Linked DNA regions of Mus musculus: all the other regions are linked to region 2. The links are chromatin contacts, called in public HiChIP or PLAC-seq and promoter capture Hi-C maps. All regions are on one chromosome and are shown on one strand. Each heading gives the region's core, a stretch centred on a gene start, on an enhancer-like site or on the middle of the called end of the contact. The rest is flanking DNA. Distances are from core to core; before and after follow the strand shown. Region 1 holds the start of 2310015D24Rik (RIKEN cDNA 2310015D24 gene). Region 2 holds the start of Rrn3 (RRN3 RNA polymerase I transcription factor homolog (yeast)). Region 3 holds the start of Marf1 (meiosis regulator and mRNA stability 1). Region 4 overlaps Myh11 (myosin, heavy polypeptide 11, smooth muscle). Region 5 holds the start of Myh11 (myosin, heavy polypeptide 11, smooth muscle). Region 6 overlaps Marf1 (meiosis regulator and mRNA stability 1). Region 7 overlaps Marf1 (meiosis regulator and mRNA stability 1).

Region 1 (3,147 bases), core at 172-2,671, 260 kb after region 2:
CAGCAGTAAAACCCTAACTTAGACACAGGGGAAGCGAAGCCCCTGAGCTGGATAGGTTTAGAGTAGGGAATGAGGTGAGAGAGGCAGAGAGGAACCGCAGGTACTGAGTGAGCCTGCAGCCACCATGCACGTCAGCATATTAATTAGGCACCATGGTTAGCCATTTGTCCTGAGTTTCTTTAGGACCTAACAGGTTTTGTATTTATATATTGAGAAGGGTCTTGTTATGTAGCCCAGGCTAGAAGTGAGTTCAAAGGCTCCTAACACAAGGAAATGATGAATGCTTATGCTCCCTACCCAACTCTGATGAAGGCCAACACTGTATACATTCGTAGAAAAACTCATCACACTGTTCTGATAAGCATATATAATTAAAGTCAGCCAAATGTGTCAGCACACGCTTGTTATCTCTGCATTGGAGGGAGGAGGCAGGAGGATCAGCAGCACCCTGGGTTATATGGTGGGACTCTGTGTCAAAAACAAATAAACAAGGGGCTGGGGAAATGGCTCAGATGTAAAGTACTTGCCACACAAGCAATAGGATCCGAGTTCAATCCCCAGCATCCACAGAGAAGCCGGTAATCCAAGAGCCGAGGAAGTAGACCCAGGCAATCCTCGCTGGCCGGCTTGTAAGTCTAGGCAATTGGTGAGTCGAGTTCAGCAAGAGACGCTTGATGAAGACACCTGACAGCGATCTCTGGCTTCCACACTCATACAAGCATACACACATTTCTCCACAATTCCCACAGCACCCCACGCCTCAAATCAGTTAAAGATGTTAAGGACAATCGTGGAGAAGGCAGGACAGAGCAGAATGATAACACGATTCACTAAGACCTCCACCACTGAGGCAGAGGCAGGGCCAGCGTCTTTGAAGCTGCTTATTCTTAGGGTGTGGCCCAGATCCCGACACATCAGTGTCACCTGAGAACTACTCAGAAAGGCACATTCTTGGGCCCCACTCCAGGTCGACTGACTCACAGCTCCAGGGATGCAGCCCAGCAGTCTGCAGACACAGCCTCCTGGGGATTCTGGTGCCCACAAGAGCTTGGAAGTCCCTGAAAGTCCCACAGTTGTTCAGGGTCAAATCTGTGTCTAAGTCTTGTTGACATCAGGAGTCTGCACTCTGAAATGGACAGTGCCTTAGGTTTGAACAAGCTGGGCCACGTGGAAAATGAGTCTTTCACGTACAGGAGTCCAACTCTAAGACGCTCTTGTCACTCACACTGAGAGCCTCATTGATGTGACAGGAGCTGTATTGTCATTATTACTACCGTCCCCAAAAGGAGAAAGGAAAGCTAACAGCAGTTTACAGCATCACTCAGTCGCTGTCTGACAAGAAGTCTGGAAGACACCGAGTTACTTAGGCGATGGGAGAACTTTTCGGATTGCTGCATTTGTTGTTGTTCTGGAACCTTCTAAAGCTCACTCTGAGTACCTCCAGAACTAGCTTTCTCCCTGACAAACTAAAGGAAGTTTTGGCCCCTTGACGTCTTTGTGAGGTTGGCAATCCCCCTGGTCAACCAGAGAACCAACAGGTTTGTTGTTTTTTTACTCCATCTGTTTTGATTCAACTATAAGGGATAGTTTCTAGAACATTCAGACTTCAGGCATCTCTTTGTAAAGTGTCTCAGTTGAATGTCATCTTGCCTATGATCCTTGTGTAAAGAACTTCCAACTCCTGGTTTCAATGACAGGTGGGCCTCAGCCATTTAGAAGGGCCAGGGATTGGAAGGGACCAGGGGCACGGGAGGGGGTTCTGGGACTCTATTTTACTCATGGTTGGGACTACAGTTTAGGATCTAGACTGGCACACTGGAGCTAAGCTTAGCTTCCCCGGATAGTGAAAGCTGTACCAGAGGCCAGGGCTGAGGGTGAAATGAGGCTCCTGCCCAGCCGGGCGCCCTGGGGAGAGCCTCCTATCTGGAACAGAAAATACTCCAAATATTTCCTTTTGGGAATGGGGAGGATAAACCAGATGAAATGTGAAGAGGTGTCTGAAGGCTGGAGGAAACTAGCAGGCCCTTCCAGAACTTCTATTTGCGGTGAGAAACCTTGGCATGGGGCAGCCAGCTCTACTGCAAAAATAGACCAGTGTGCCGAGAAACAGCTCAATTCTGGAAGCAAACGTTCCTCTGCAGGAAAGAGCTTCTCTCCCTCTGCTTCATTCTGCTCTGTACCACAAAGAAGAAGGAGAAAGATAAGCATTTGCTTGTATGCAATGTGTGTGTTTGTGTTTGTGTGCGTGTGCGTGTGTGTGTGTGTGTGTGTGTGCACATGACCATACGCACGTGGTCAACCTTGGGTGTAAATTTCCTTGGGTGCTACCTACAGATTTTTGGTTTTCGTTTGATTGTTTCTGAGACAGGGTCTCCTACTGAGACCTGGTGCTCACCAGGTTGGGTAGGCTGGCCAAGGAGCTTCTGAGATCCTTCTGTCACACCCAGTGTTGGGGTCACACCCTGATTTTTGCATGGGCTTGGGGGATCAAGCTTAGGTCCTCATGCTCGAATGGCAAATGCTTTACTTCCTGGGGCATCTCCTCAGTGCCCAGAGAAGCATTTTAAGAAAAACTGGAGTGTCTATGCAGAGTCATGGCTTCTCTATCAGAACCAAAGCCATTAAAAGAGACATGGGGCAAAAAGATTTGAGATCACTGCCTGGACATCCCGAGTCTCACAATCCACCAGCTGCTATGACACAGTGGAGCATCAGCTCTGCTTTCTGTTCATTTCCTTTTGCTTCTATAAAGGTGAGATGACAATGAAAATAAGGCCCAGTGTACAGCAAAAGGGATGTAGCAAGACAGAAGTGACTGTGACTCAGATGTTATCAAAGACAAGATGAAGCCTGCCTGAGAACCCTCCTCTTAAACAGCAGGTCAGTAAGGTGTGACAGTACTGTAGAAAAAAACCACAAGAGCAGGTGTAATCCTGAGGGCATACTCATTCTGGACTCTGAGGGGCTCAAAGGGCTCTTCTCTATACAAAGCCATTCTCTTTCAGGAGCCCAGACCCTGAGCAGGGAGAGAGTCAGGTCCCAGATGGAGATGCTGATCAACTTCATAGCATCACCATGGAGCCAGATCTGGAAATTCTCTAGGGGTTGCTGAACAACCCTGTCATCCCTACCTGACCTCAGCCGCCG
Region 2 (2,998 bases), core at 418-2,917:
CAAGCCCAGTGTAAAATTTATTTTTAGGCTATGTAGGAGCTCAACTAGACCTGTTTTCCTGGTGTGGATAAGGTCCTAGTTCCAATCCCCACCACTGAGAAACCTAAATAAACGTACACACAAATGCTAAAGTTCATCTTATTCTCTTTACTGTCTTGGGGGGGGGGTTGTACTCAGGAGGAGGAACCCAAAGTCTTGATAATTTGCTCTTCGGTTTAATGCCTTTTAAACTCTGACTAAGCAAAGTCAAACCCCACCTCCTCGTACCTTTTTGTATTTCAGTAAGACTTCTGTCACAGTTCCGCCAAACCGAACAGTTTTTTTCGGAGGAGAATTGAAGAAATCGCTCTCTAACGCGAGCATATCGGAAAGCCTGAAGAACCAGGAAGACCAGTTATCAAATTCATGACAGAGAATGACGGCAGGGAGCATGGCTGAGCCAACATCATTTTGTGTGATGAGGCTTAAGTTTCTCAAATGATATCCCTCCTTCCAACCTTCTCTCCCAGGAAGCCACTCTTCCCTCAGTAAATCTGTCTCAGAAGCTGTGGCAGAATCCAACCTAGGCTACATAATGAGATCTTATTAAGAGTAAGGGAAGGAAAAGAAACTCCATATTCCCACATTAACCCTGTAAGATCCTGTTTAACCAGCCACCTTTCCTAACCCTGATCTCATGATACAATCATTTGTTAAAAGCGTGATGTCCTTTCTATTCCTCAAATTTGTCAAGCTGATTCCCATTTCACCTGCTACTCGCTGTTAGAAACACTCTTCCCAAGGTTGGAGTTCAAATGTCAGAGGCCCTCTCCACCAGAACCTCATACACTCACGCTTTATCCTGGAACGTTGTAGTTCTTCATAGCATTTACTGATACCTGAAACTATCTTATCCATGTATTGCCGCCGCCCCCCCACCCCACTGCCCCGCCTCCGGCTCTGCTGGGTATGGGTTAGTGTCTGGATAAGCTGCTGTCCCCAGTGCCTTAACACAGAGTATACACACTTTATTAACAATTGTCAGTACTATGCTAAGTGCTTTACAAGGTTTACTTCGTTTAAACAAGAGAATCAGACAAAATCTAAAGGTTAGATTCCAAATGTTTTATAGGGATAGGTATTTTAAAATGTTGGGCAAAAAGGACTGCTTATATAATATACGGTTCCACTATGCTACTGCTTGCTTCTACAGAAACAAATTTCAAACAAAATTTTTGGAATTCGATAGGTCACCAGTGACAGCTTTCCCCTAGATATCCAAAACCCTGGAAATGCCGCCCATGTCTTGGCCAAGAGAGGGAAGAGGAAAGGCACGGAAGATTAGCCTAGAGTCCCACAAGGGTGCCCCAAGAGTGAGTGGGAAACAATGGAACAGACAAGGCTCGCCCGGGCAGAGGGGACCCGAGGGAACCAGAGGCTCCTGCGTGCCCGAGCCGAGCCCGCACGCCCGGCCCCCTCGGCACATGCGGAGAGCTCTCAGCGGGCTCGAGCCCCGCACCCGCAGGCGGAGGCCGCCCGGATCTTACCCAGTCCGCGACGCACTCAGCGTGGCAGAGGCCGCTGCCGTCACATCGCCCGACAAGCGCGTGTGAAGCAGCGGGGCCGCCATTCGGCCTGAACTGAGCGAACGCCCGGCCTTGCGCCGGAAGCCACGACCTACCCGCCCCGGAAGTGGCGCTGCAGAAGGCAGCCCCTTGCGGGACGCGGCCCACGTGAGCAGAGCGTAAGGATCGCAGCAAGAAGGCGGGTAGGCTTGCGTCTGACCTTAACCGGCCTGAAGCTTTCCTAGAAATAGGCTGGCACAGCTTGGCGGGGCAATCGGTGGCCGCATTCCTCAGAAACTCCTTCAAAAAGAAGCTTGTCTTAGAGGCGTGTGCACGTGACCTTGGCGCTCAGGAGGTGGAGGCGGGAGGATAAAAGGAGTTCAAAGCGGGTTTCCTTCTGGGAAGTGAGTGGAGGAGGAAGGTCAGCTGGGTGCTTTCTCTGCCTCTCTGACCTAGCAGGCTTGCACCCCAGCATCTGGCCCCTGAGTCTTCATTGGTAAAATCGAACGGCTGGGATTTTTTTGGTTTTCAAACAACATGTTGGCTCTCTTAACTTTTGGCAAGACTCCGAGGGACACTGAGAGATCACTCCTGCTGAGGACAACCTGAGAAGCCATCAGATTTGGTCCCGTGCATCAAGCCAGAAGCAGCCACAGGGATGGCTGTGTTTCTCATGACCCCACACAAGAAGACCACCATCTTCACTGAGGCCAAGGAGTCAAGCTTGGTGTTGGCACTCAAGCGCATCATTGAGGGCATCATGAAGAGGCCTCCTGAGGAGAGCTGCTGTTCAAGGACAACCAGCTCCTTGATGAGAAAACTCTGGGGGAATGTGGCTTCACTAGTCAGGTAGCAAAGCCACAGGCCCCAGCCACAGTGGGCCTGGCCTTCAGAGCAGAAGATGCCTTTGAAGGCCTGCCTATCTACCCCAATTCTTGTCCTCCAGAACTTCCAGGTGTGATGAAGGATTCTGGAAATAGTGCTAAGGAACAAGTTGTACAGTGAGGGCCCCAGGCCCACCTCCTAGAGATCCATTCCTCCCCCACCACCACCACCACCAAAAAAAGGGAGTTCAAAGCCAATGGGTAACTATTAGGACCTGGGTTACTCAGGTAAAGAGCCCGGTTTAATGTTAGTAATACAGGCACTGGAGAGGTGGAAATAGAAGGATCCTGTATATCATTTTAGACACATTTTCACACCTTACTCTGTGTGAAACACATATTACACAGTGACCTAGCCAGAAGTGTGGAGACTGGTAAAAAGCCAGAGGGGAGAGTTGGACCGATGTTACCATGGGTAAGAGAACCCAGGCTGGGGAGCTGGGCATGATGGTACATACCTTTAATCTCAGCACAAACAGGCAGATCTCTGAATCTGAGGCTAGTTTATTTAGACTATCGCGTAAGTTCCAGAACAGCCAAGGCAATACAAAAAGAGCTTGTCTTGAAAAC
Region 3 (3,105 bases), core at 288-2,787, 380 kb before region 2:
TTTTAAGTATAACTATTTTAAAGTAATAACCAGCTAGGACATTCTATACTGTGCCTACATTTAGATTATATTTTTTTCCTAACTTGTAACAGAAAGCAGCAAAGAGCTAGAAATTTCAGAAATTATCTTTCCCCCTATGGAATCCTGAAAACTCATATTTAAGCCAGGCATGGTTCTAAATAAAGGTTATGCTTTTACTTCTTGAACTTGTAGGCAACCGCAGGCAGATCTCTGAGTTTGAGGCTAGTGTACAGAGAGTTCCAGGGCAACCAGGGCTATCACACAGAGAAACCCTGTCTGGAAAAACAAACAAAAAAACCCAACTCATATTTAGGTCAAGTAAAAGTGAAGCCTTCAAGGCTCAGTGGGGTTGGGGATAGGGGTAGCGAGGATACAGAACAGTTTATCTGTTTAAAACATGAAGTATTTTTGATTTCACAAAGTTCTTATAACTTTAGCATCTTCTTTTTCGTGGCCAACCTGTCATCTGAAAAGTATTGGTTACAAAGCACTAGGTTTATTAAAACAAAACGTTTGCCAGGTGACACAAACTCCTTTAATCCTAGCACTCAGAAAGCAAGGGACTGCAAGTTCGAGTACAGCATAGTCTGCGGGGCAAGTTCCAGGCCAACCCAAGGCTACACAAGTGAGACACTGTCTCTGAAAAGAAAAAATAAAACTGGGTAAGGATATCATGTACTCTTAACTGTTGGTGTCAATATTCAGCAGCAGTCTTTGCATGTACTTGATCAGCACTGAAACTGCTATAGGTAGGGAGGACTTTGCCAAAAGCCCATTTGGCAGGTTTAACTGTTCTTTCTCCACTGGCCACTAGGTTGCGCTAAAAGATGCAGTGCAACGTGCACGATTTAATTTGTAAAAATAAGGGTTATCACGTGACGAGGCAGAGCATTAATACTTTATTTCACATTAATCTTCTCTCCTTAGTCCTCGCTCCCAAGACCTTTTAGAGCGGAACCCTAACAAATCCCATCTGGCAAGCCTTTCCTTGACTCCATCACAAAAGCTCCCTAGTTCTTCGCCTGGAAGATCCGTTCGACATGGCGTCATCAAACCAGTAGTGAGAACTCCTAAACTGGGGTTCCTGCTAAAAAAAATACGCCGCCAGCCCCCTAGGTAAGACCCTATTTTGAGGTTTATCGGGAGGGGACTGAGCCTGACGAGGCTGCAGGGCCGCGAGGCCCCGCCCCCCCCACTTCCCAGCGTGCCCTGCGCGGAGAAATACGCGGAGGCGAGGGCGGGGCGAAAGAAAAGACTGGGCGAGACTCAGGGAGGGGTGGAGCCAGAAAGGGGAAGGGAGGGACGGGGGAATGGGCGGGGCTACTGGAGGAAGCGACTGGGCGGAGTGGGGACGGGCTGGGAATGGGCGGAGAAAGGGAGCGGCCATAGGGGGCGGAGCAGAGGAAGGGTGTGGTATTATGGAGGAAGAGGTGAGGCAGGGAGGCTCGGAGAGAGGGGCGGGGCTAGTAGTAGAGAAGCGTATCGGTTTTGCGACAGGGGCGGGGCGGGGCGGAAGCGGAAGTGGAGGGAGCGCTTGGCGGCGGCGGCGGGAGCTGCGGAGTCGGGAATCAAAATAAAGGGCCTGGGGGGGGTGGGGGGTAGGCGGCGGTGTCGGAATGTGAGCCAAGAAGGAGCTAGTGGCTGAGGTGAGTCCTCTGTCAGTGCCGGGACTCCACTAGGGCGTACCGGATGCTCTGATCAGCAACGTAGCTGGTCTGGAAACGACGCCTTTTCCCCCCTCAGACTGATGCTTCTGGGATTGAAGGACCGGGACTGGGACTTGCCGAAGGGGCCGTGCGAAAAAGTCGCTCTCCAGTGCTCCCCCGGTCTCTTCCGAGGCGTTTAGTCCCAGCTGGCGCTTGTCTTCCTGCTCGCTCCCCGGCCCTCCAGGTGTCAGTAGCAACCTTCGCAGGATGTGCAAAGTTGGAAAGTTGAGAAAAAGGACAGTTGTGTGGCTGAGTCCCTTATTGTTTTTTTGTTTTTGTTTTAATAGCCACTTTGGATGCAGTTTCAGTTTCAGCCACCTCCCCAATTAATTCTAGCACGAACGTGGTGCTTTCTAGTTGCACTAGTATCTTTTGGACTTTCCAGGATCTTTCTGTTTTGCATACAAGGAAATTGTCAGCTAAATGGTCTTTCTTCACCTTCAGTGAGCTCTACATTTGTCCAGGGTCATTTATTGATATTTGTGAGGCACAGTTGAGTTGGAAGGTTGGGATACCGTATATTCACATACAGTCAATATTGTTATGGAATTTATATTCTATTGGAGAAAAAAGAGTCATTTTAGTTAAAAGGTAGAAGACGAGCAAATACATAGGACTGGGAGTTTGTGGCAGGGGGGAGGTCATTTGGGAAATAATTCATCCTCAGGTATCTCTTGTCACCAAACTACAAATAAATAAGTGAGGGGGTTGCTATGATGATTAGACTCACAAGAGATGGGCCTTATGTTTATAAAGATGACATGCCCACAGCAGCACAGATAGGTGGCCTTCAGAACCAACATGCAGGCAGTACAATGTTGCACACTGCATTCTCAGCCACTGTCTAAGTTGCTCAGAAACTGAGTTTCAGAAAGGAAGACTCTCTCACATTAGAACTTCCCCTGACTGATTCGGCTGCTTAAATGGAATTCCTAGGAATATTTGGGAAATTTTTAGGCTGCAGGCCACTAATGTTTTTCCTTATATTTGTTTGAACTGAGTAATCTGTCTATATATGCCTGCCTGCCTGCCTTGTCTATCTGTCTATCTATCGACAGAGTTTCACTGTGTAACCACAGCTGCTTGGAACTTGGCTGCCCTTAAACTTGCAGATATCCTCCTGCCTCTGCCTCCTGAGCTACCACTCCTGGCTCTTTGAGCAATATTGAAGGCACCTTGGTGTAGAAAGAGGTAGGTGAGCCTTTTGACCTGAAGCTAGCTATGAAACTTTATTTTAAACGTTTCTGTTTCTCAGTGAAGTGGTAGATATGGTAGTTCATTTTAGGATTTGGCTTTGAAAGATTTAAGCACGCTGAAATTATGAACACTGTGATTATAACAAGTTCTTATGAATAAGAGTGGAGTGTGTTGGGTGATA
Region 4 (2,905 bases), core at 214-2,713, 410 kb before region 2:
TTTCCAGTAAAATCAGCCACTTGGATAGCCAGGATGGGTGGGACATGCAGAGGCTGAAAGCTGGAGTAGTGAAGATTCAGGGCTGTCCTGCCCACTAGAACAAAAATGTACCTCAGATTAACAATTTTTCAACTATTCATTTGAACATCTACTTTGTGTTCTGCATCATGTGACCATGATGAGGAAAATACACTCAAATTAGACACCATCTCTCTACCATGGGGGAATCTCAGAGCAGGAAGCTACACACCAGCAGATGGCGCTGTGTCACCCTTCAACTAAAGCTTGTACTCTGAGAAACTCTCCCTCTCCACTTTGAAAACCTAAAATCATGCCTTTTTTTTATTCCTGTGGGAAATTATAGATAAAACAGCACTAGGCCTGCTGTTTTATCTATAATTTTACAACCTTCTACCTGATGACACCAGGCCTGTGCGCTACCCTACACCTGTTTTGGCCTTTTTCTTTTCCCAACCCAACACAAGACCAGAATCCTATTTTAATATTTTAAAACCAATAATCCCATGCCAAATGAATAGATAGGACTCACCCTGAATTTGTTTGTGACTCGTTCATGTTGAGTGTGTGTTTGATCTCACCTTGATCTTGCCTCTTCCAATCACTGGGAGATTTTCTTACTAAAGACAAGTGTATTTTCTGTTTCAAACCCATAGGAGAGGAAACGAGGCTTCATTTGTTCCTTCCAGAAGGGCTGGGGGCCGTAGAGTTATTGAAAACACAGATGGTTCTGAAGAAGAAATGGACGCTCGGGACTCAGACTTCAATGGAACCAAAGCCAGTGAATAAATTCAGGATTGGACACCATGTCAGGGAAAACAGAACACTAAACGACAGCAGAGCCCAGCAGACTGCTTAGCACTTGTGTCCATTCGTTCTCAAGTCACAGAAATCACTCCACCCCTCACCAGGAGTCAACCACAGCCCTGCACAAAGGGTGTGAATTCAAGTTCTTAGATGGGCTATCAGAGAAAAATCCAAATAAGACGTACAGGTCAGGAGCCACAGTCACCAGCAACTTTGTTTACATGAAATGAGGAAGTTACATGAATGGGTGCCACAGCCCCCAACCCACTCCCAACCTTTCCCTGACCTGCCTGACCTTCCAGTTTGGGAGGAAATCCCGTTTGAAAATTCCCTTCCCTTTCCTGCCTGCCACACCTCAGACACACAGTTCACTTCGCCCAAGTGACTTTTTTAGTCATCTGAATTAAAAAAAGAAACACTGCTCCCAGAGCGAGCGGAGCAGAGCAATCACACTTATTTGCACCCATGGTCACTTTCACTAATAAAAGGTTGTAAGTCACGAGAAAGGAGTTGGCTCTTCTGTCCAGCTGTTGTCTTGGCAACTCGTTTAATCCTCTCAGTGATCCCACTACAAGAAAGTGTACACGAAGCCCAAATGAATTCTGTGTTTAGAACTGGGCCCTGTGTCCAAGCTGCACAAAGATCGCAGCATCCCCCAAACACAAAGTCCATGGTACTTCTGGACCCAAGCCTTTTGAGGGCAGCACATTCAACCAATATTTTAAGTACAAAGTTTCTTTCATCTGTTTAAATTGCAATACAGTATTTTGGCCTAGCAGAGGGGGTCAGCAGGACACCTCTATTAAGGCCAGACATGCAGTATTTAGGACTGCTGCTCACTACCCACAGTGCAGGCCTGATGACCTGAGTTTGATCCTTGGAATTCACATAAAGTTAGGTGTACTCTGACCACTACATGAGTGTTGGGGCATATACTCTCTCACGCACAAATAATGGACTTAAATACTTCAGATTTGTAGACCACATCTGCCTCTATAACACATTCATCTTCAAACAAAATGCGCAAAACCATTAAAAACAAAACAAAAAGCAAAAACCACTTAGGGCATGGTGGCCCATGTCCATAATCCTTGGGCTTGGAAGGCTGAGGCAGGGCTGACCATAACTCCAAGGCTATCTCACCCTACCCCCAACAACCATTTAAGAAAAGTGTTCTTAGCATGAAAACCCTACAGAAGCAGGCCAGGGCCCTTTAATTCTCCAACTACAGTGCTTAAGGGAGACAGGGAGACATGCTTGGCAAAAGTTCTAGCCATGCAAACTTTCCTAAAGCCCGACTCAACAGATTTAAAAAAAAAAGATAGGAAATACTGAAAAGCTGAAAAGCCAATCAATCCCCTGCCGATTGCTGCTATAGCTGGAATGACTGACAAACATTTCCCTGACATCACTGCTGAAAAGCTGACTTCAATAGAGATTTTTACAAATCAGATTCAGTGTGCAAGGTGCTTGCTTTGCAAGTATGAGGCTTTGAGTTCAGAGCCACAAAACCCAAATAAAAGCTGGGCATGGCGGCACACTTCTGTAACCCCACCCTGGAGGAAAACCTAACCTAACGGTGGATACAGGCTTAAAACTAAAGTGGAAAGAAGACAGACAGCACCCTCATAAAGGCAGAGGGGAGGGAGGAGATGGGGGCTGTGAGATGGGGGGGCTTGTGGAAGGGTAACTGGGAAGTGGGATATCATGAGATGTAAATGAATGGAATAAAAAAGGGGGAGGAGACACTAAACATCAATCTCTGTGCATATGTGTGCAAACCTGTTTATTTACATACGCCACACATACAACTGTTTACTTACATACACCACGCATACAGTTGTTTACTTACATATACCACACATACAGTTGTTTACTTACATATACCACACATACAGTTGTTTACTTACATACACCACACAGTTGTTTACTTACATACACCACACATACAGTTGTTTACTTACATACACCACACATACAATTGTTTACTTACATACACCACACATACAATTGAGGGAGACACCAGATGTTGGCTTGATTCCCATACATGTGTACTCGTTTCTACAAATCCACACAAACA
Region 5 (3,095 bases), core at 471-2,970, 510 kb before region 2:
GGGCTGGTTCCAGACTGGGATAGGTGCAGGTGGGTCCTGGGCTTCCCTCTTCCATTCCTCCTGGGCTCAATGCCCAGACGGTTTCCATTCCTTTTACGTGCAGCTGCGAAGAGGCTTTGGGGAAGCAGCCTCGTCCATCATGTGGAGGGCTCCTCCCCCACCTCTACATCGAGGCAGCCAAGCTGCTGTCCTTGGCTCTGTGTATTGCTGCCCAGTGAGGCTGGGATGGGGTTAGGAATGGGGATGGGGAGGACCAAGATCCAGATGTTTTCAAGTCTGAGAAGCAGGTGAGCTTGGTCCTGGACGGATATGGAAGGGGTCCAGATGGGCTGGGATATGAAAGGCCACACAGCACCCCTGTTGGCTTTGTACACAGTGATCCGTAACTCAGCTCTCCAGAGTGAACATTGGTATTAAACAGTACTGAGCTTGCTAAGGACCCTCACAGGACTCAGTCTTCTGGCCTGCAAAATAGGGCTGGGGCAGGTTTGGCCAGAATCATCCTTGGGTTGGAAGAACCAGCTGCACCTGGGTCTGGAGCTCCTGTCTGAGCACTGGGGTCCCTATACCGCCCCGCGGGCTCAGCGGGAGGCTGCGCGGGACCATATTTAGTCAGGGGGAGCCAGAGCCCCGCTGGTATGCCACGCTGGGAATTCCTGTTTCGAGAATTGCGCCTGGCCTTTTTGGGTTGTCTCCCGCCCAGGCCCAGGAGGGAGGACCAGCCCGGGACCTCGAGGGTCCGCGCGCGGGGAGCGAGGCGTCCCCGGTCTGGCGTGGGGCCAGCTCTGCCTCGACTTCCTTTTATGGCCTGAGTGGTGTGTGTGCAAGGGGGGGGGGAGGGGGAGGGAGAGAGAGAGAGAGAGAGAGAAAGAAACTGACTTTAGGGACATAACAGATGAAATGATAGAGACAGAACAAAAATCGTCACAGGGAAATCAAAGCTAGAGTGTAATGGAGAGTGTGTCAGGTCCGACAAAAGAGACAGGGAGACAGGGACCTAGATCCATACAGGGCTAAGGGAAAGAGATTGAGAAGTATCCCTTGCTGAGGGGGGACAGCTGTGAACTTGCGGGGGACCAGCAAGTACCCCGCATTCTCTTAGGGTCTTAGCACGCATCCTCCAAGTGCCATAATGCACTCTTTCTCCAGCAGCACCCCGCTTTTCAACGATGTTCAGAGAAACCACGTTATTGGTTCCAGGCACCCTGGGATTATATTTAATTTTGGTTGTAGCATGAATGGAACTGCAAAGAACAAGTTAGGAAAAACAAGTTTCCCTTTCTTTTCCCACACATTCCCAGCAGTCACTGGAGGATATGCGGTGACCTGCTTTGCACCTTGCAGAGTTCAAAAAAAAAAAAAAAAAATCACCTTTCCCCTCCCTTTGCTAAACACAACCGCCCTCAGATCTAAGAGGTGGCAGGTGAATGAAGAGGGGATGAAGGAGAGTGGGAGGTATCAAGCCTCCAGTATGTATGAACAGGAAGAGGTTAAAATCCAGCTGGAATGGACCTAGGGGGAGAAATTCTCACGTTTCCCTACAGACTCTGTATACCGGATTCCTTTTCTGTAAGGACCCAGGATCTGGGTGGCTACAGGGAGCGAAGCCTGAGGCTGTGGGTCAGTGCGGCTCTGTTCCTCACCTGCAGGGGGCGCCGCGAAGGGAAGAGGATCCTCCCACTCTCGGACGTCCGACAGCCACCTCCCCTTTCCACTCTCAGATAGCGCTGACTCTATAAAGCCAGGCGTCCGAAGCTTACAGAGAGATTTGGACCATCCCAGCCTGGGATCAGTGCCAGATCCGAGCTCTCCATCCGGTGTCCTCCTGCTAATCCACCCCCGGAGTAGATCTGTAAGTAGAGTTGGTCCCTTAGGGGCAAGCCTGGGTGGTGGGTTTAAGCCTTCTAAAGCATCCTCCTGGGAGTGGGGACTCCAGGGGTCCTGATTGTTATCTCTTATAAGGACAATGGGAAGAAGCCGGGTACAGGATCATTCTAGACCTCCTGTGATTACTCCCCTCCCCCCCCCCACTACCCACCACGTCAAACCAGCATCCCCAGGTTGCCCATGAGCAGAACCACCTGGGAAAGTGGAGTAAGCAATTAAAGATTCTGGTGGCTGGGCCCAATTCCAGGTATTTTAAGACTAGAGTCTAAAAAACAAAATGGTCTACTTAAAAACCAACCAGTGTTTATAGGCTGCACAGTGGACAAATGTGCTGTGGTAGAGCACTGCGGGTCCTGGGTTCAAATCCCAGTATTTGGGATGGTGATCGGAACCCAAGGTTAGTCTGACTAGGTCATGGGATGGATAATCCACTGACCATTGCACAAAGTAACTCAGAAACATGGGTGAAAGTGTTGATAGTTCTGAGCACAGGCTGTGGTGTGTGTGTGTGTGTGTGTGTGTGTGTGTGTGTGTGTGTGTGTGTGTTTTCCATCTACTTAGGTGATTTTGCTGTGGATTGTTACTGGTAGACAAGGCTGCTTATTGTAAGATATGGCTAGTTTCTTTCACTCTGTTCCCTTCCAGACCCCAGACTCTGTGAATTAACAAGGGAGTTCTTCTCCTGGTTGGTTAGGGCCTCAGATGTCCAGGTGGGTGCGGAGGCTCCATTTGCCTCCCCACCCCCAGGTGCACCGAGTGAGCAGGCGCTGGGTTTGGGGCTCCTCAGTGGGAAGGTTACTCTTAGGACAGAGAGAGGAACTAGCAGGAGAAAGTTCTGCGATTCCAGTTCAGAATTGTTTGGAAAGCACCTTTCAAAGTTATGTCTGTCAGAGAACAAAAGAAACCTTTTAGAAAGCCGGGACTAGGCTGTTTAGGTTCTACCTCTAAGAACTGCGAGAAGCCATGGAGCTTGCTGGGAAAGAAGGGACGTCCGGCTGTGTTCAGCACACTGCTCTGCTCCGTTCTGTGTCCTCTGGTGAAGGTTCTTCTCTTGCTCAGTTTACTTCAAGATGCTATTTTAGACTTGACTTAAAGAAAGAGAGCTTGACCATACAGGTCCAAAAGTCTCTCATGGCAAGGAACACCTTCTCTTTTTTGATGTGGTTGATGGCACACTTAACAAGCCAGGTACTTAACAGCACTTCAGT
Region 6 (3,218 bases), core at 217-2,716, 330 kb before region 2:
TGAGGAAAGCCTCAGGCAGACCTCTGTGCCTGTCTGACTATAGCTGTCTGTCTCCTCCCTCTCTGCAGGACCCAGCCAGATGGAGCAGGAGCTTCTGCACCTGGCCAGCAGCTCCCCCGTTGACCTGCTCTGTGCTCCTGTTCCTTCATGCCTGCCATCCCCTCAGCTAAGACCAGATCCTGTCATCCTGAAGCCCGCTGATCTCATTCAGTTTGAGGAACACCCTCAAGAGCCTTTGGGTAGGTTGCAGCCTATATGGTGGACACTTGTCTGTGGGTCTAACAGATGACTCACGATGCCAGTGTAGGAGGTGCCTGATGAACACAGGAAAAAGCAATACTGTTTCAGGTGTAAAAGTACCTGTGCCGACTATTCAGCCTCTGCCCGCCCTTGTTGGAGTGTCTGCTAATAGGATTTACAAACCTGGTATATCTTACCCGCGTTCTTGCGACCGGCCAGGAAGAACGCAACAAACCGGAATCTTCTGCGGCAAAACTTTATTGCTTACATCTTCAGGAGCAAGAGTGCAAGAGAGCAAGAGCTCTATTGCTTACATCTTTAGGAGCCAGAGCGCAAGAGCGCAAGAGTGCAAGAGCAAAAGCAAGAGAGAGAGTGGCGAAACCCCGTCCCTTTTTAAGGAGAATTATTCTCCGCCTAGGACGTATTACTCCCTGATTGGCTGCAGCCCATCGGCCGAGTTGTCGTCACGGGGAAGGCAGAGCACATGGGGTGGAAAACTACCCTTGGCACATGCGCAGATTATTTGTTTACCACTTAGAACACAGGATGTCAGCGCCATCTTGCAACGGCGAATGTGAGGGCGGCTCCCCACAGGTATAATCTAAAGTTAAGGGGCCAATGTTACTGGGTTGTGGAGGAGCCCTTGAGTAATGAGTCCTGTCCCAGGTCCTCTGAACTTCTGGCCTTCCTACCACGTCTGAGGTTCAGCTGCTCCTTAGGCAACACCTGTCCCCTGCTACACAACATTTACTTAGGTCCCAGTGGATTCTGGCTTTACGAAGCTAGTCTGAGCAAGGTTCTTATGGCTTGAGGTCCCAGATTCCTGTGACCTAAAAAAACAAGAAAAGTGACCTCTTTGGTGGTGGTGGTTGTTTTAAGACAGGATCTCACTGTAGCTTTGGCTAGACTAAAACTTGCTTTGTAGATTATGCTGGTCTCTTGACTCACAGAGATACTTATGCCTCTGCCTCCTGAGTGCTGGAATTAAATGCTGGTCTCTTAACTTCCTAACTTAGTGTTAGCCTGAGGTGAAGTCCATTCAGTTTCTTACCCCTGTATCAGGTGCTGGGGCTGATGGGCCACCACCTCTGCTCTACAGGTTAAGTGACTAAAGCCTTTTGACTGTTTGTCACTCTATCTTTGAGGAGTCCCAGATGCTCTGTGGAAAGCCTTTACTTTCCCCTTTTGTCACTTGAATCTGACTCTTCCCTTTTCTGCCTATACTTCCTTCTCTACTGTTGGCTCGCTTCCACTCTCCGTAGTCTTTGTAAGGCAGTATTTGACACTGCTGGTCCCAGATAGGGCCAGGAGAGTTTGAAGCTGCTTATTACAGGGAAAGAGCCAATAAGAACGTAGGCTCACTGTGAAATGAGGGGTTGGGGATGGTGGAGGTGGAGAGTTGCTTCTTCATGGGGTGTTGGCCTTTATGCACACATACACAGGAGCTCTTCCAAATGCTTGTGACAGAGAAGAACAAGAGTTTGCGGAGCACAGGTTCCTGCCCATCTCAGGAGAAGCTGGGGCAGTGTCATCCCTCTGTCACTATTACTTGGCCTGTAGGGGTTTCTTGCTACACATAGAAGTCATCTAAGACACAGAAGTCTGTCTTTCTCAAACACATGTGGGCTACATGAAATCTAAACTGAAGAAAACAGCTGACCTTCTAAAGTAGCCATGATTCCAAGTGGCTCTTTCCTTGTCTGTCTCTGATGTCAACACCATGGCAAGCATGTGGCCTCTGTAAGAAGAATGGGCAGGCACTCACTAGCGAGCACTAAGGTCCTTCTCTCTGCTGCCTCAGAACAGTCACAGGAAGTTGGTGAGTCTTAGTCACCAGACAGAGGGATGAAGGAGCAGAGCCTGAGGAAGAAAAGCTCCCGTTAGAGGGAGCCACTGTGATGTCTAAAAATTTGCAATCTAAAGAAAAGTGATGTGTCATTTAAAAATATTTTATTTATGTGACATACAATATTCACCATGTAGCCAATACCTAACTGTGGTTTAAGTGTGACCTTTGGTGCTTTGGTTGTTTGGGTTTGGAGTTTTGTTTTTTTTCTAGACAAGGTTTCTCTGAATAACAGCCCCGACTGTCCTGGAACTTGCTCTGTTGACCAGGCTGGCCTTAAACTCACAGAGATCTAACCGCCTCCGCCTCCGCCCCCTAGGTGCTGTTTTATTTTTGTTTTTGTTTTTGTTTGTGTTGAGGTGTTGTCTTGACGTTGTAGCCCAGGCCGGCCTGGCACTGTAGTGATCCTGTCTGGGCTTCCTGAGAGCTGGGCTTACAAGCCACCACCCCTGGCTCTCGTGTGGTTTTGTAAGCTTGTTTTTGTTTTTTAAATACAGATGAACTGAAAACCAGTACTTCTTATGAGCCCTAGAACTAAATCTATTTATGTTTCTGTCTTTCTAGGAGTTTTAGTTTTAAACCAAGAAGAAAAATCAGAAGTTCCACTACCAGTGCAAAAGGGAAACCTGTCCTGTGACTCCTCACCCAGCAGCCCAGCAGCTTCTCCTGCTCCTCCTGGCCCCTCCTCAGAAGCCCCCAGGCCACTTTTCAGCAAGGATGCAGTGGAAAGCCCAGCCAAAAAGCAGCCCAAAAATAGAGTCAAATTGGCAGCCAACTTTTCTTTTGCACCTGTAACCAAGCTTTAACTCCCATTTGAACATGGAATTAAATTAGGATGGGGGAAAACTGTCTGACTCTACACACAAAAATGGGCTTAAAAACCTCATTTTATATCTTGACCCCAGAAGCCACTTTCATTAATGGCACCTAGGGAAATGGTTGGGTTTTTGTTGTTGTTGTTGTTTTTTGTTTGTTTGTTTTTGTTTTTGTTTTATTTTTAAACTTTTAGATAAACATGTTCTTCCTTTATTTCTCCCACTTATTTGAAAGAACTCTTCCATTAAGGAATCTGTAATATTTCACCAAATTTTTCTAGACTGTTGTGAATTGTGGTGGTTGGGAAGAAATTCGC
Region 7 (3,316 bases), core at 187-2,686, 350 kb before region 2:
TTACTGCTGAGCCATCTCTGCAACACCCTTTTCCAGATAAGCTTTTTTTCTTGTGTAAGCACTTTTTAAAAACCTGATGGAGCAGACCTGTTATAGCATTGAAGAGACCGACAGGAATATTGCTGTGAATGTAGTCTTCATAGGCTGGCCCAGTCCTGCTGGGGCTATAATGAGGTAGGTGGATAGATCTGGTTCTTCCTCAGTTTCCTGTCCTGTTCAAGTGACGGTTTCCCATAGCTTTCCGGGTAAAATTTCAGCTCTACTGTTGGTTAATTCCATTCTCGTGGGCTACCTTCCTAGTGCTTATCTGCACTGTGTCTGTGGGGAAATATGATGAGCAAGTTACAAATGGATCTTTGAAATACAGCCAGTGTAGTCTGGAAAGTCCTTGTTCGTCTTCACTTCTACCATCACCCTAGAGTGCTTTGTGGGGATTTTGTTGTTTTTTTTTTCTTTTTGAGAATTAGGGCAAATGGTTTGCCTCTCTGTGGTAAGTGGGAGGGTCTGGTCGTGTGGTTCTGTGGTGCCTGTGCGTAGAAGCTGAAACTTGAAACTGCTGCTTGCCTCTGCACAGTGATCCTGAGCTAAGAACACAAAAAAGCCTTTGAGCCAGTGAACCCATGCCTAAGGCCTCATGGTGTTTTGTTTTGTTTTTTTTGTTTTTGTTTTTGTTTTTCTTTTCTAGACCCTTGGCTTCTTCGTTCTAAAAGTCCTGTGAGAAATCCCCAGCTGATTCAGTTCAGCAGAGAGGTCATTGATTTACTGAAGACCCAGCCATCGTGTATACTACCCGTCAGCAATTTCATCCCTTCATACCATCACCACTTTGGAAAGCAGTGCAGGGTTTCAGACTATGGTTATTCCAAGCTGATTGAACTCCTAGAAGCTGTGCCTCATGTGTTGCAGGTAAAGGGTACAAGAGGTTGCTTGTTTAAAGAAACGAGTGTTCTTCTGTGACCTCAGCTGCCACAGCCAAATACTCAGACATTCTGAGCTAAACTTCCTGTAAGAGCTTGCTTCAAAATGCAGGAACCCTCTCAGGTGTTCAAGAAACTACAAATTTCCAACCTAAAAGAATTCCTTAGAGGCCTGTGTGCATTTTCCTTCTAGTCTCTAGGGGCTAACACTTGCTTTCCAGCAGTGTTCTCTAGTATGCTCATTATTGCAGGGGGTTGCTATGAGCATAATGCACTTACAAGTTGGTACCTACCAGGGTGTTAAGTGCTCTACCTTTCATGAGTTGGACATTAGTCACTTGATTAGGGTTTATTGTATCCTATCTAGACTGCCTATAACTTCCCTGAAGACAGTGTTTTAATAATTTCCTACTTGTTAAAAAGGCCTGAAAAACTTAATCTGTCTTTTAGAGATGAAATTAGTCATCTAGACTGGACATGTGCACTTCCTCTTTGTGCTCATGATCTTTTGAGATAATGGCACTTTGAAATAAGCAAACAAATGATCTTGGCCCCAGACAGTTGTGTCATTGTTCTTTTTAACTGTACATACTGAATTGTGTCCATTTCAAATTGTGGGCATTATATTTGAGGGAGATAGCTTGAGATTAACAAGAGCAAGAAAGACAGAGACAAGGTTGACACAAGAACGTATCTTTTGAGGTTTTCATAGTATAAGTAATTAGAACATTTCATTTTCAGATTCTTGGTATGGGCTCCAAGCGTCTGATGACCCTTACTCACAGGGCCCAGGTGAAGCGCTTTACTCAGGATTTACTAAAACTTCTTAAGTCCCAGGCCAGCAAGCAGGTCATCGTGAGAGACTTTTCACAGGCTTATCATTGGTGAGTTGATGGGATACTTTAAAAAAGAAAAGCAGTCTTTTGTAAAGCTTGTTACTGTGGCAGTGATTTTACTCATTCTTTGCCCATTTCCCATGTTAAAACATAGGTGTTTCTCAAAGGACTGGGATGTCACGGAATATGGTGTTTGTGACTTGATTGATATAATATCAGAGATCCCAGACACAACTATTTGCTTGTCCCAACAAGATGACGACATGGTCATTTGTATCCGAAAAAGAGGTATATGGAGGGATGTTGTCTACCTCAGTGGTGCTATTGTTTGTACTTTTGAGACCTGACTTCACTGTATAGCTCAGGCTTGCAGTAGTACTCTGACCTCAGTCTCCTAAGTGTTGGGATTGTGGGCATGAGTCTAGTCAGTGTTTACTTTTAAATGGAAGAGTTATTTTAATTGTGTATGTGTGTGTGTGGAGGGGGGGTGCACTTTCTTTTCTCTTTCCATAGCTCTTAATGGTTCCTTTGAAAGTGTAGTTTGTAACATTACCTGTGTTCTCTGGAAGAAGGGAAGCCATGTGCCCTGTAAGAACACACTGGTTAGTGGGGCACCTTTAATCTCAGCACTTGGGAGGCAGAGGCAGGCTGATCTCTGTGAGTTCAAGGCCAGCCTGGTCTACAGAGTGAGTTCCAGGACAGCCAAAGCTATACAGAGAAACCCTGTCTCGAGGGAAGAGAAGGCAGGCAGGCAGGCAGGCAAAGAATCTACTCAAAGGGGAGAAGCTCTAACCAGGGTTTTGTTAAATGCTTCCCAGCTATGTGCATGTTTCTAGTGCCCGTTATCTGATGGAGAATCCAATTTAGCTCTGAGAATTATTTCACCATGCATATTTTAGAAGAAAACAAACACAGAGGAATGTGGCATTTGTCTTTCCAGTTGTAGTTCAGTCAAGTCTGGGAGATACCCTTTAATGCCAGAGAGAGGGTCTCTGTGTCCCTGAGGTCACAAGCTTCCGGAGTTAAAACTAGTAGTATCCTTTTTTAATCAATTTAAAATGAACAGATGTGAAGATCAGTATTTAAGTACTTTTTTGTTTTGTTACAGTTTTGATGCCTAGTAACTCCTTTCTGCTGATAACTTTTAACTGGAGATCAAATGAATAAGCAAACACATGAATGCTCAGAAGTGTGATTTTACAAAAATAACATCTTATTGCTTGAAGCACCCAGACTTCTGTGTCTGTCTTGTTCACATAGGTGTAGTAGACAGGATGTATAGAAATTGTCCCTATCTTGTAGGTGATGACGTGTATTTTACACCTCCCACAATAGCACCCTTGTTTCCCAGGATTGTGCCTTGAGCCTGTAGGAGAACCACTGGCTCCAAGAACCTAGTTGGAAGTAAATGTACTTATTGTGTGCTGTGTGGCTGGGGAAGACAAAGCTGATCTCTTGTGACTCCGACAGAGCTCCTGCAGGGTTGGTACTGACCACAGTGGGTGGATGCCTGACTTATAAGGTGCTTTATTTTTTAAAGAACGAACTCAGGATGAAATAGAA

Evidence for each region. Promoter capture Hi-C pulls out the DNA fragments that hold promoters and counts their contacts. HiChIP or PLAC-seq counts read pairs in DNA pulled down with a chosen protein or histone mark.
Region 1: a promoter capture Hi-C map of embryonic stem cells shows a contact between it and region 2, with 3 times the contacts expected there. The contact joins the promoter of 2310015D24Rik here to the promoter of Rrn3 in region 2. A contact is called at or near these places in 9 of 39 promoter capture datasets (the 3T3-L1 cell line, 3T3-L1-derived adipocytes, the HPC-7 cell line and 4 more) and 1 of 115 datasets of contacts at active chromatin or transcription factors (pancreatic cancer cells).
Region 3: a contact with region 2 is called in an H3K27ac HiChIP or PLAC-seq map of extraembryonic endoderm stem cells, with 5 times the contacts expected there. The contact joins the promoter of Marf1 here to the promoter of Rrn3 in region 2. A contact is called at or near these places in 13 of 39 promoter capture datasets (the 3T3-L1 cell line, the C10 cell line, cranial neural crest and 8 more), 1 of 15 datasets of contacts at CTCF or cohesin (large pre-B cells), 9 of 484 Hi-C or Micro-C datasets (CD4 T cells, CD8 T cells, the HPC-7 cell line and 6 more), 26 of 115 datasets of contacts at active chromatin or transcription factors (the 230-238 cell line, CD8 T cells, the NIH/3T3 cell line and 15 more) and 4 of 9 other capture datasets (adipose tissue, embryonic stem cells, liver and 1 more).
Region 4: a contact with region 2 is called in a promoter capture Hi-C map of liver, with 2.5 times the contacts expected there. The contact joins the enhancer-like site here to the promoter of Rrn3 in region 2. A contact is called at or near these places in 5 of 39 promoter capture datasets (the C10 cell line, cranial neural crest, liver and 2 more), 1 of 484 Hi-C or Micro-C datasets (bone marrow-derived macrophages), 2 of 115 datasets of contacts at active chromatin or transcription factors (both in bone marrow-derived macrophages) and 2 of 9 other capture datasets (adipose tissue and liver).
Region 5: a contact with region 2 is called in a promoter capture Hi-C map of pre-B cells, with 4 times the contacts expected there. The contact joins the promoter of Myh11 here to the promoter of Rrn3 in region 2. A contact is called at or near these places in 2 of 39 promoter capture datasets (cranial neural crest and pre-B cells) and 2 of 9 other capture datasets (adipose tissue and liver).
Region 6: a contact with region 2 is called in an H3K27ac HiChIP or PLAC-seq map of microglia, with 5 times the contacts expected there. The contact joins the enhancer-like site here to the promoter of Rrn3 in region 2. A contact is called at or near these places in 6 of 39 promoter capture datasets (cranial neural crest, frontonasal cranial neural crest, liver and 3 more), 1 of 484 Hi-C or Micro-C datasets (the STO cell line), 3 of 115 datasets of contacts at active chromatin or transcription factors (embryonic stem cells, microglia and stem cell-derived neural progenitor cells) and 1 of 9 other capture datasets (liver).
Region 7: a contact with region 2 is called in a promoter capture Hi-C map of the HPC-7 cell line. The contact joins the enhancer-like site here to the promoter of Rrn3 in region 2. A contact is called at or near these places in 9 of 39 promoter capture datasets (the C10 cell line, the HPC-7 cell line, cranial neural crest and 6 more), 8 of 484 Hi-C or Micro-C datasets (the HPC-7 cell line, the STO cell line, cortical neurons and 5 more), 5 of 115 datasets of contacts at active chromatin or transcription factors (bone marrow-derived macrophages, embryonic stem cells, neural tube and 1 more) and 1 of 9 other capture datasets (adipose tissue).

What each region holds. Positions count from the first base shown.
Region 1 is chr16:13,519,381-13,522,527 of GRCm38.p6, reverse strand. It overlaps 2310015D24Rik (RIKEN cDNA 2310015D24 gene), which reads left to right and starts at 1,421. Exons shown (of 4, transcript NR_160674.1): 1 at 1,421-1,538; 2 at 2,753-2,880; 3 at 3,006-3,147.
Region 2 is chr16:13,779,368-13,782,365 of GRCm38.p6, reverse strand. Rrn3 (RRN3 RNA polymerase I transcription factor homolog (yeast)) reads right to left here and starts at 1,667. Exons shown (of 18, transcript NM_001039521.1): 1 at 1,527-1,667; 2 at 268-373. The coding sequence starts at 1,609. It also overlaps the pseudogene Gm6354.
Region 3 is chr16:14,157,706-14,160,810 of GRCm38.p6, reverse strand. Marf1 (meiosis regulator and mRNA stability 1) reads left to right here and starts at 1,537. Exons shown (of 27, transcript NM_001081154.2): 1 at 1,537-1,667. It overlaps Mir484 (microRNA 484), which reads right to left and starts at 1,185; the gene lies at 1,119-1,185.
Region 4 is chr16:14,192,954-14,195,858 of GRCm38.p6, reverse strand. Myh11 (myosin, heavy polypeptide 11, smooth muscle) reads left to right here. Exons shown (of 41, transcript NM_001161775.1): 41 at 675-1,332. The coding sequence ends at 807. Among named protein-coding and RNA genes, the nearest start is that of Nde1, 31 kb to the right of the region's middle. Within about 2 kb of position 1,463, at least 17 of the 459 cell types and tissues checked have an H3K27ac peak or open chromatin away from gene starts, as enhancers often do. A contact at or near this core is called in liver, where this site is marked.
Region 5 is chr16:14,290,033-14,293,127 of GRCm38.p6, reverse strand. Myh11 (myosin, heavy polypeptide 11, smooth muscle) reads left to right here and starts at 1,720. Exons shown (of 41, transcript NM_001161775.1): 1 at 1,720-1,852.
Region 6 is chr16:14,111,204-14,114,421 of GRCm38.p6, reverse strand. It overlaps Marf1 (meiosis regulator and mRNA stability 1), which reads left to right. Exons shown (of 27, transcript NM_001081154.2): 26 at 69-239; 27 at 2,651-3,218. The coding sequence ends at 2,892. Among named protein-coding and RNA genes, the nearest start is that of Marf1, 46 kb to the left of the region's middle. Within about 2 kb of position 1,466, at least 54 of the 459 cell types and tissues checked have an H3K27ac peak or open chromatin away from gene starts, as enhancers often do. A contact at or near this core is called in microglia, where this site is marked.
Region 7 is chr16:14,127,236-14,130,551 of GRCm38.p6, reverse strand. Marf1 (meiosis regulator and mRNA stability 1) reads left to right here. Exons shown (of 27, transcript NM_001081154.2): 17 at 686-906; 18 at 1,659-1,801; 19 at 1,908-2,041; 20 at 3,294-3,316. Among named protein-coding and RNA genes, the nearest start is that of Marf1, 30 kb to the left of the region's middle. Within about 2 kb of position 1,436, at least 22 of the 459 cell types and tissues checked have an H3K27ac peak or open chromatin away from gene starts, as enhancers often do. A contact at or near this core is called in the HPC-7 cell line and bone marrow-derived macrophages, where this site is marked.